Regions from separate parts of the Mus musculus genome. Here region 1 is linked to region 2. A link is a contact called in public HiChIP or PLAC-seq data. All regions are on one chromosome and are shown on one strand. The core of a region is the stretch at or near the end of the contact, and the rest is flanking DNA. Distances in the headings are between cores, read along the strand shown. Region 1 has its middle 26 kb from the start of Khdc1a. Region 2 holds the start of Tmem14a (transmembrane protein 14A).

The links. HiChIP or PLAC-seq counts read pairs in DNA pulled down with a chosen protein or histone mark.
Region 1: a contact with region 2 is called in a CTCF HiChIP or PLAC-seq map of CD8 T cells, with 6 read pairs. The contact joins the enhancer-like site here to the promoter of Tmem14a in region 2. A contact is called at or near these places in 1 of 39 promoter capture datasets (liver), 1 of 15 datasets of contacts at CTCF or cohesin (CD8 T cells), 19 of 484 Hi-C or Micro-C datasets (B cells, CD4 T cells, DN3 thymocytes and 13 more), 8 of 115 datasets of contacts at active chromatin or transcription factors (CD8 T cells, bone marrow-derived dendritic cells, embryonic stem cells and 4 more) and 1 of 9 other capture datasets (liver).

Annotation. Positions count from the first base shown.
Region 1 is chr1:21,321,577-21,326,275 of GRCm38.p6, reverse strand. It overlaps the pseudogene Gm21909. Among named protein-coding and RNA genes, the nearest start is that of Khdc1a, 26 kb to the left of the region's middle. Within about 2 kb of position 1,850, at least 12 of the 459 cell types and tissues checked have an H3K27ac peak or open chromatin away from gene starts, as enhancers often do. A contact at or near this core is called in CD8 T cells, Th2 cells, liver and 1 more, where this site is marked.
Region 2 is chr1:21,217,008-21,221,381 of GRCm38.p6, reverse strand. Tmem14a (transmembrane protein 14A) reads right to left here and starts at 2,807. Exons shown (of 5, transcript NM_029398.3): 1 at 2,493-2,807. All of the region lies in intron 1 of Gm28836 (a long non-coding RNA gene), which reads left to right.

The DNA.
Region 1 (4,699 bases), core at 601-3,100, 110 kb before region 2:
GGGCAGAGGGGAAGAGGGGCAGAGGGGCAGAGGGGCAGAGGGGCAGAGGGGCAGAGGGGCAAAGAGGCATAGGCAGGCATATTTCTGAGTTCGAGGCCAGCCTGGTCTACAAAGTGAGTTCCAGGACAGCCAGAACTATACGGAGAAACCCTGTCTCGAAAAACAAAACAAATAAAACAAGCAAAAAGGTTCCCCTTCTGCAGGGGACAGTATGAATTAGGTTTTGGTATAGTATCCAGAGCCATTTGCCTGCCACTGAAGTAGTGTAGAAGTCTGCCTGCCAGTCAGGGGCTGCTAGCCTAGCAGGATGTTTTGCAGGCAGCCATATTTCCTGACCCATGGATGCATGGATCATTAGGAAGAGGTCCACTTGAGGCTCGAAACAAGGAGCTGAACCTATACCTTGGTGGAAAGAACAGAAGGGCTCTGTTAATAACAGATATCCTGTGTAAATGTCAGCAATTGTTTCTGCTAGTTTCTGGTTTTACTTCCCTTGGCTCTGTGGGGTATAAAAAGGCCATACTCAGTAAACTCGAGGCTGCAGTATACACTGGCAGTCCTCCTAAAATGATCTCTGTCTTTTTAAATCATCACTTCCCCTCAGAGGTACTGTTGGGCTTGTGCCAGCAGGCTCTGGTATGGTGTCACCCCAACAGGGACCTGAGAATTAGAGATCAAGTGAAGGACACCTCAGAAAAGTGAGCTCAGAAAAGGTAAGGGTGGAGAAAAAGACAAAATCGGAAATTGAAACAGTCGCATACTTTTTCATTGGTCTTGTAAACTTTATATGCCTCAATACAGGGGAACGCCAGGGCCAAGAAGTGGGAGTGGGTGGGTAGGGAAGTGTTTTGGGGAGGGCATGGGGGACTTTTGGGATAGCATTGGAAATTTAAATGAAGAAAATACCTAATTTTAAAAAAACATTAAAAAAAAAAAAAGAATATGCTTCATGATCACAGGGCTAAAGTAAGGCAATAGCAATTACAGAATTTTTAAGATTTTTGTAGAGAAGCGTTGTCCTTGGTTACCTGAGGAAGGTACAGTAAATTTAGTTACCTGGAAGAAGGTTGGGGAAAGACTTCAAGACTACTATGATGTGCATGGATCAGGTAAAGTACCTGTAGATACTTGTAGACTTTTGACTTTGGTTAGCAATGGATTAGATCCTAGACACAAGGAGGAGAAGCAGGTTTTGGAGAAGCAGCCCCTGTCTAGGGATGCTTCAACCATGGAGGAGAAAAAGTGAAACTAAGCCATCTACTCCTACAATCAAGCATAACTGATCCAGTTTTTGAGCTGCCACCTTATAAGAAAGAAGAAGAGACCCTAGATGTGGGAAATGCTTAGCAGCTGAAAGAGGAAGCCACTAAATATCATAGGGAGGTGAATTCTTCACCACATACTGTCTTGGTGGAACCGGAAATTCCTTCCAAGGATAGGTTAGTTACAAAGGAAGTGCAGCCAGTGCACTTCATTGTCTATGCAATGCAGCAGCCTGTAGGCTCAGCCAGATCAAGAGGAGGTCTTGGGACCATCAGAGTGGATTTCTAAGACTGAGAGCTAGTAAAATCTAAATCCTCATAGCTGAGCTGGATCCACTTCCAGGAGCAGAGCCACCAGTCATAGTAGTAGTACAGAAACCATCTGGGACACAGCCTTTGACTGGACCAAAGAGGCTTTTATCCCCCTTACAGGTGAAATTGAAAGAGGCTACCAAGAGAGGACATGATGTTCAGGGGTTTCATTTTCCATTTCTAGTTACAGAGCAGATTGATCCTCAAGGTTAATATAGTCAGAGATTATCAGCCTCTCCCCTTTAAACAGTTAAAGGAATAAAAGAAACTGTTTGCTCACAGTATGGGCTGACAGCCCTATTTACTCAGGCTATGCTCAAATCATTGGCCACAGGGACCCCTCCCTCCTGGAGACTGGAAGCAATTGGCAAGGGCATGCTTGTCAGGAGGAGATTTTTTTATTATTATGGAAATCAGAATTTGCTGAGAAACTCCAAAATACTGTGATCCATTGAGCACAGTGGATATCTATTATGTTTGAGACGCTAGCAGGAGAGGAGCAATAAATATGCTGTGACTGCTCAACAGTTAAATTTTAATCCAGCTGTTTATGCCTAGGTTAATACTGCAGCTAAGAAAGCCTGGTATAAACTACCTTCTACAGGGAGGCAGACTGAGGACTTATCTAAAATTAGGCAGGGTCCAGATGAGTTGTTCCAAGATGTGGCCAGGTTGTTGCAGACAGCAAGCAGACTTATGGGGGATTCTGAGGCAAGTTTATTACTGGAGAAGCAGCTTGCCTATGAGAATATTAATACTGTATGTCAGACAGTATTTACAGCCTTTTAGGGAAAAGGAAAATTTGCCAGATTATATCAGATTGTATTCTAACATAGGTCCATCATACACGTAAGGTATTGCTATGGCAGCTGCTCTGCAAGGAAAGATAGTAAAGGAGCTATTGTTTCAACACAGAAAAATCGAATAAAAGTAGAGTAGTTGTTCCTGCTGGAAGTTGTTATGGGTGTGGGCAAATAGGACATCAAGTCAAATAGCATCACAATAAAAACAGAACTAGGCTTCAGAGGTTTTCCCAGGACGGCCAACAGCCAGATTTATGTCCTAGATGTAAGAGAGGAAAACATTGAGCTAATGAATGCAAGTCCAAGAGAGATGATAGGGGGAATCCTCTCTCTCTCAGAGTAACTGGAGGAAGGGCCAGCACCAGGCCCGAAGCAGCAATATTATGGGGCACTACTTCCTTTCTCAGTAAAGAAATCTATTCAGGACCTCTTCTGAGAAACCCCAGGCAGAAAGCAGTTTCTCCACCAACATTAACACCTGAAGTGGGTATACAAACCCTACCTACAGGAGTGTATGGTCCTTTACCACTAGGTACCATAGATCTGCTCCTTGGAAGAAGTAGTGTTACCATGAAGGGTATTATGTTGGAGCCAGGTGTTATTGATAATGATTATACTGGAGAAATCAAAATTATAACACATTCCGCTATTGGGATTTCGGTTACTCAGTCAGGGCAACGTTTGGCATGTTATTATTGCTCCCTTAAGTTCAAATTAAGAATACTCTAAAAGAGGATAGAAGAGGAAATGCAGGTTTTGGATCCTCAGATGCTTATTGGGTACAAGCAAGAGGGGCTCAGAGCCTAGAGTTCATGCTAAGAATTAATTGAAGAGAGTTTCAGGGACTACTGGACATAGGGGCTGATGTCTCAGTGTCCATAGCAGATCAATGGCTTCAGGCTTGGCTAAAACAACCCACAGTTACACTACTACAAGGAATTGGTCAATGTTAATGTCCAGAACAAAGTACTGATATTTTATTCTGGAAGGATGAGGAGATGCCATGAAGGTATGTTCCAACCATACATTGTAAAAGGCCTACCAGTTAATCTACGGGGACGAGACGTGATGAGCAAAATGGGGGTTAACTTTATAGTCCTAACAAAGAAGTAACAAGACAGATGTTGAATCCAGGAATTTTGCCACACCAAGGCTTGGGAATTAAGGGGCAGGGAGTCCAGGAACTGGTAATACCTACTGAAAGACCTTATAGGGCTGGGTTAGAGTATTTTTGATAGAGGTTACTGGCCGAGCTCTGCTTCATGCTTGGAAGAGTGATATGGGTGGATTTACTGGCCTCTTACATAGGAAAAATAAATAAATAAAAGCCACAGAACAGTGAGCACCAGAGCAGCTTCATAGAAGACACATAGAATTCTAGTTCCCCTTAGGAAAAAAAAAAGAATTCTCCCATTTTTGTGATTTAAAAAGAAATCAGGAAAATGAAGACTGTTGCAAGATCTCCAGAGAGTTAATAAGACTATGGAATTAATGGGAACACTACAGTCATGGTTGCCTACCCCTTCTGCCATACCCAAAGATACTTTTAACATTCGATTTGAACAACTGTTTTGTACTATATCTCTTGCTCCAAAGGATTGTAAGAAATTTGCTTTTAGCATGCCCTCCACACATTTTCAAGAGCCCATGAAAAGATTTCATTGTAAGGTTTTACCCCTACCCATGGCAAACATCCCCAAGGTGTTTCAAAAGTTTGTGGCCCAAACTTTTTAATATTTTTCAAAACCTACTTTTAATGATGGTTCTAAAAGGCTTTAACCTCCCTTCTAGCCAACCACCCACCAGAGGTAGTGAGAAAGAAAGGATACAGGGGAAGTGAACCTGTTTAGAAATGGTTCTTTGGAACAAATAGCATCTGCCTTTTCAGGAAATCAGTGGTTCAGTTTATAGGTCAGTGGTAGTTAGATCCACTTGCAAACACTTCACAAATATACCAGCAGTTCAGCTCAGTAGAGTCAGAATAGTAAACACAAATCAGCATAGTCACATGACCTAGCAGAGACAGCCATGCCTCAGTCAAATTGGGAGGAGTCAGCAGGAGGGATTCAGACCAGCAGGGACACCAGGAGAAGTTCTTGGGCTGTGTCTCTCTCACCAAAGTAAAGATCAGCAAAAATGTGAGGCCAACAAGTGTTGCACAGCTAGCTCTATCAGGAATTCTCAAGCTCTTCTCAGTCCATTGAGTCCTATTTATATACCCTCCAGTCATCATGTGTCCGCCATGGGTCTGTCTCAGCTGACATCACTCTGCCAATCAGCCCAAGTCCACAGAAGTGGCAAGAAGCTGAAACACACCACCAG
Region 2 (4,374 bases), core at 1,558-4,057:
ATTTAAACCCCTTTGCACTCAACAAGTATTTACTGAGCATTATCTTTGTGCAAGGCAGTAGGAAGCAGTTTTGAAAAGGTTGTAGACACAGGCTGGTCTACAGTACAACAGGGCAGGGAGTAGCAGATGGTGAACAGCCCCACGGGGACAGGCGTCTGTTGGACATTGGAGTCTAAGGATGGATGTCCAGGGGAGGCAGGGTCCCAGCTGGGATCTCGGGGAAGCCGGAACAAGCAGAGTAAGCCAGTGTTCCAGGCAGATGAATGAACATGTGCAGAGCCTTCCGGGAGTTGGTGAGCAAGCAAGGCATGTTTGTAAATAAAGTGAAATGAAATGCAAAGGGTAGGGGGAGGAGTGGGAGAGCTTGGTGAAGAATCTGAGCCCTGTTTCCAGCACCTATGCTGGGCAGCTCACAACTGCCCGAGACTCTAGCACCAGGACATCTGATGACCTCCTTTGAACTCTAAGGCCGAGTGTGTACACACCCACACAGAGACACACACGATTAAAGAATAATGACACTCCTGGCAGTGGTGGCACATGCCTTTAATCCCAGCACTTGGGAGGCAGAGGCAGAGAGGCAGAGAGGCAGAGAGGCAGAGAGGCAGAGAGGCAGAGAGGCAGAGAGGCAGAGAGGCAGAGGCAGAGGCAGGCAGATTTTTGAGTTCGAGGCCAGCATGGTCTACAGAGTGAGTTTCAGGACAGCCAGGGCTACACACATAAATTCTGTCTCAAAACAAACAAACGAATAATGACACACCTTAAATCCTGAAACACACATGTTTTGTGCAAAGAGTGTCCATTAGAAATATCACCTGCGCTCACATCACCCTGTAAGGGGAGTCTGTGGGTCTTGCCCCAAGGTCAGTGAAGGGTTAAGCCAGCAAGCCTTACAGGCAGACTTAATGTTTCCTAGCTGTGGTAGTGGAACATACTCAGGAAAGGCAGGGGGACATGAATCTGGAGCTGAATGCAGTGGAGCTATCAGTTGATGAGAGTGCCCACCTGTGAGAAAGGACAATAAAGGGGAGCGTGCATGCATTTGAGAGTCAGCCTTGAGAGTCTACAGCCTGGAGGTGGGCAAGGCTGGGGAGTTACAAGCAAGGCTCCCTACTGGTCTCTGTCTTGGAGCACTAGTGGAATTAAGGGTGGGAAGTCTTGATGCTTTTCCCTTAGTCAGAGTCTCTGGGCAGTAGTGTGTGTGTGTGTGTGTGTGTGTGTGTGTAAGCACGAGAGCATGTTTGTGTGTGCACATACACATATATTTGAACTATTCACTGATGTGCCTAATAGTCAAGAAGACATACTTTTTTAAAAATCCAAAGCTAATAGCACAGATTATTCGTCACTGGATAGTAACGTGGATTCTAATTTTTCTTCTAAGCTAACTTAAAATATGAAAAGTGAGTTCACCTTCTTGAGTCCCCCAACTGATCGTGTGACCCTGTTTCAATAAGAGATAAATTCCTTTAATTTCCTGCTTGAGATTCGTTGCCTGTCAGATTCTTTTTCTCTGCCAGCCAAGCTCAAGTAGGGCAAACCCACACTAGTTCATCCATTGCTGACCTGCACACAGCTCCAAGCGCACTGCCCTGAGAGAATGAGTGGGTGGCTCCAATACACAGCCTGTGTGGAAGTTATCCAGTGGCTGGCCACCCCCCCAACCCACACCCACACCCCCACTGCCTCACCATCCTTGGCTACATTGTCAGGAATCCCACAATTCCTGCGTCTCCACAGAGAACTGAGTTTAGTTCTATAGAAGGGTAAAATTAATCCATTGCCAACAATTGCTTACTGTGAAAACTTACACAAGTCAGTTATCTTGCTGGCTTCTTCTGGAAAGCAAAGGACACTTGCCTCCCCGCACCTGCTTCCCAAACCCCAAAGGGTGTAAGAACTTGAAAGTTGTGGAATGTGGCTGGAAGAGGGAGGCATGTTCACTGCATGTTCATGCAACAGACAGAGGCTAGGTGCTGATATAGGACTGGAAAACGTCCTGGATGCAATGCAACAAAATTATTCACTGCTTAGCATAGGAAACTGAAAATCCCTCCGCAGCCCCACCATCTCAGGTCCTCCTGAATCTTCTCCACCCACTAAGATATCTGTAAATAAGTATGCACAAAGCATTTTCACATAAAAATAAACTAATTACCTATGATCTAAGTGGGCATGAGAGCCATTTTTGAAGCAAGTCTTGGTTGAACTTTACCTACCACCACGCCTCACCTCTGGGAAGGTAAAGAGTAAGACAGATGCGATATTTAGGGCCCCCAGGAAAGCAGAAATTCAGGAAATTGGAAGGATGAGCCAGAAAAGATCTGTGGGAGGGCAGATGCCATTCCCTCCCTCCCTCCCCAGGTCGTCTGAACTGTTTTCTGCTGTGAAGATCGAGGGACTGAAGGAGAGGGCGGATGCTCAGCAAAGAACGGTTTATTCTCATGCCTTTGCATGAAAAGTTTCTTTTAAGGGATGGATGCACAGCTCACCTGCACCCTTGAGCACTTGCTGCAGCTGGTGAAAGCGGAAAAAGCGCAAGAGTAGTCCCTCAATCCGGAAGCAGTTCTGCGCAGGCGCACTGCCTAGCTGCGACCCGCCTTAGAGAGCAGAGTGCACAGAGCTGAGTCCTCTCTGGAGCTGGTTCGTGCGTTGTAGAGTCCTGGATCCCAAGTTCTTCTACTGTCCTCGGCCTGGGAGTGGGGTGCAGCTCTGGGCCAGCAGAGGCCAAGACCCTGGGAAGTGAAGTCGCTTCCCCACCCGGCTGTGTAGGCCCCGAGAGCGCAGGGTTGGAGTCTGCTTCCCCCTGCCGGCCGGGATGATGCTTGCAGAGGGACTCCTTGGTTTAGCTAGGATCCCCCTACATCGTCATAAGAATTTTAGGAAGGTAAACAACATATACATAGTCTACAAATTGTTTCCACTTTCAGTGGAGGTGGGGACGTTCCAGAATGCGAAGGTCTTCAGGATCAGTGAAAGTTAACCTGATTTCAAGGCATGAATGCCGGTAGGTAGATAAGGGCATAGATAGCCTCCTGATCTTTTACTCTTTTACTCTGTGGGATCAAGGTATCCAGGTTTAGATGATCAGGAGGTGTGGCACATAACGCCACAGTTGGAAAGAATTTTGAGTCCTGCAAGGCTAGGGGAATCAGTTTCCAGAAAATCTCCTTACACTGACATTAAATTGTGTCTCTTGGTAAATTCTCATGCGACTCCAGTTGGGCTTTCTAGGATGGAAATAGTAATTAGGATGAACACTGTGCCCTCCCTTATACAACAGCAATCAAGGTATTCAGGAAAGCTCCAGAATTCTCGGAGGTGAGGAGTAATAGAATTACCTCAAAGACATATACATTAATTATATACATTAAACAGGTGGCATTTGTTTGTTGATCCTACACACCACACCACACACACACACACACACACACACACACACACACATTTGGAGAAGTAATGTGACTGCTTTTGAGAACTGGGAAATCTATACTGCTCCTAGAGAATTAATCAGACCCTGGAAGTGTCGCAGGGGCGCTGACATAGGGCTATGGAGTGACACGGAGCTATGGAGTTAGTCCCATCCTAAAGTTTGCTTTCAGATTCTCCTGGTTCTCTCTTCTTCCCACATCCTGATTGTGCACACGTGGCCTAGCTATCTCTGTCTCTGTCTCTCTCTGTCTGTCTCTCTCCCTTCCCCCCCCCTCCTCAGATTCAGAACTCTTTCCTACTCAAAGTCTAAAAATAATATGAAAACCCTCTTGGAAAGCTTTATTATTTCCATGGCATGCTTGGGTAAATGATGGCTCCTTTACTCACAGTGGATTTAGAGTTTGGTCTTTGTTGTTGTTCTGTTGGTCTGAAAGTTGGAGCACAGTCCTTCTTGTGCAGTCTGTTGCACTTAAACACCCCTCATACCATCAGCCCCGGCAGCAGATTAAGATATGGCTCAGAATAGACACTCAGAGATTCTCCTACTAAAGTACCAGAAGATGAAGCCGCCACAACATGCTCCTATTCAGTGATTCTAAATGAACCCCAGAGAACATCTCTCTGTAGGGCATTTGGGATTCCACACTGTCAGATATGTGGAACAGGACTGCTCTTAGGTAGAGGGAACTTGTCACCTGAGCTCAAGCCATCAGCTGCCACCTGCTCGAGTGGAAGCCAAGGGTGGAGCTGAGGATGAGGGTGCAGTGAAACCTTCGGCCTTTGCCAACCTGTAAGACTGTCTACCTACGATCCATGGTGACAGAGACACAATTCCCTGTGGCCTCAGCACCTCTGCCAACTTGTAAGACTGTGTGATAGTTAGAGTGAAAATGGCCCCTAAATGCTCATAGCAGTGGCACTATTAGGAGGTGTCCCCTTGTT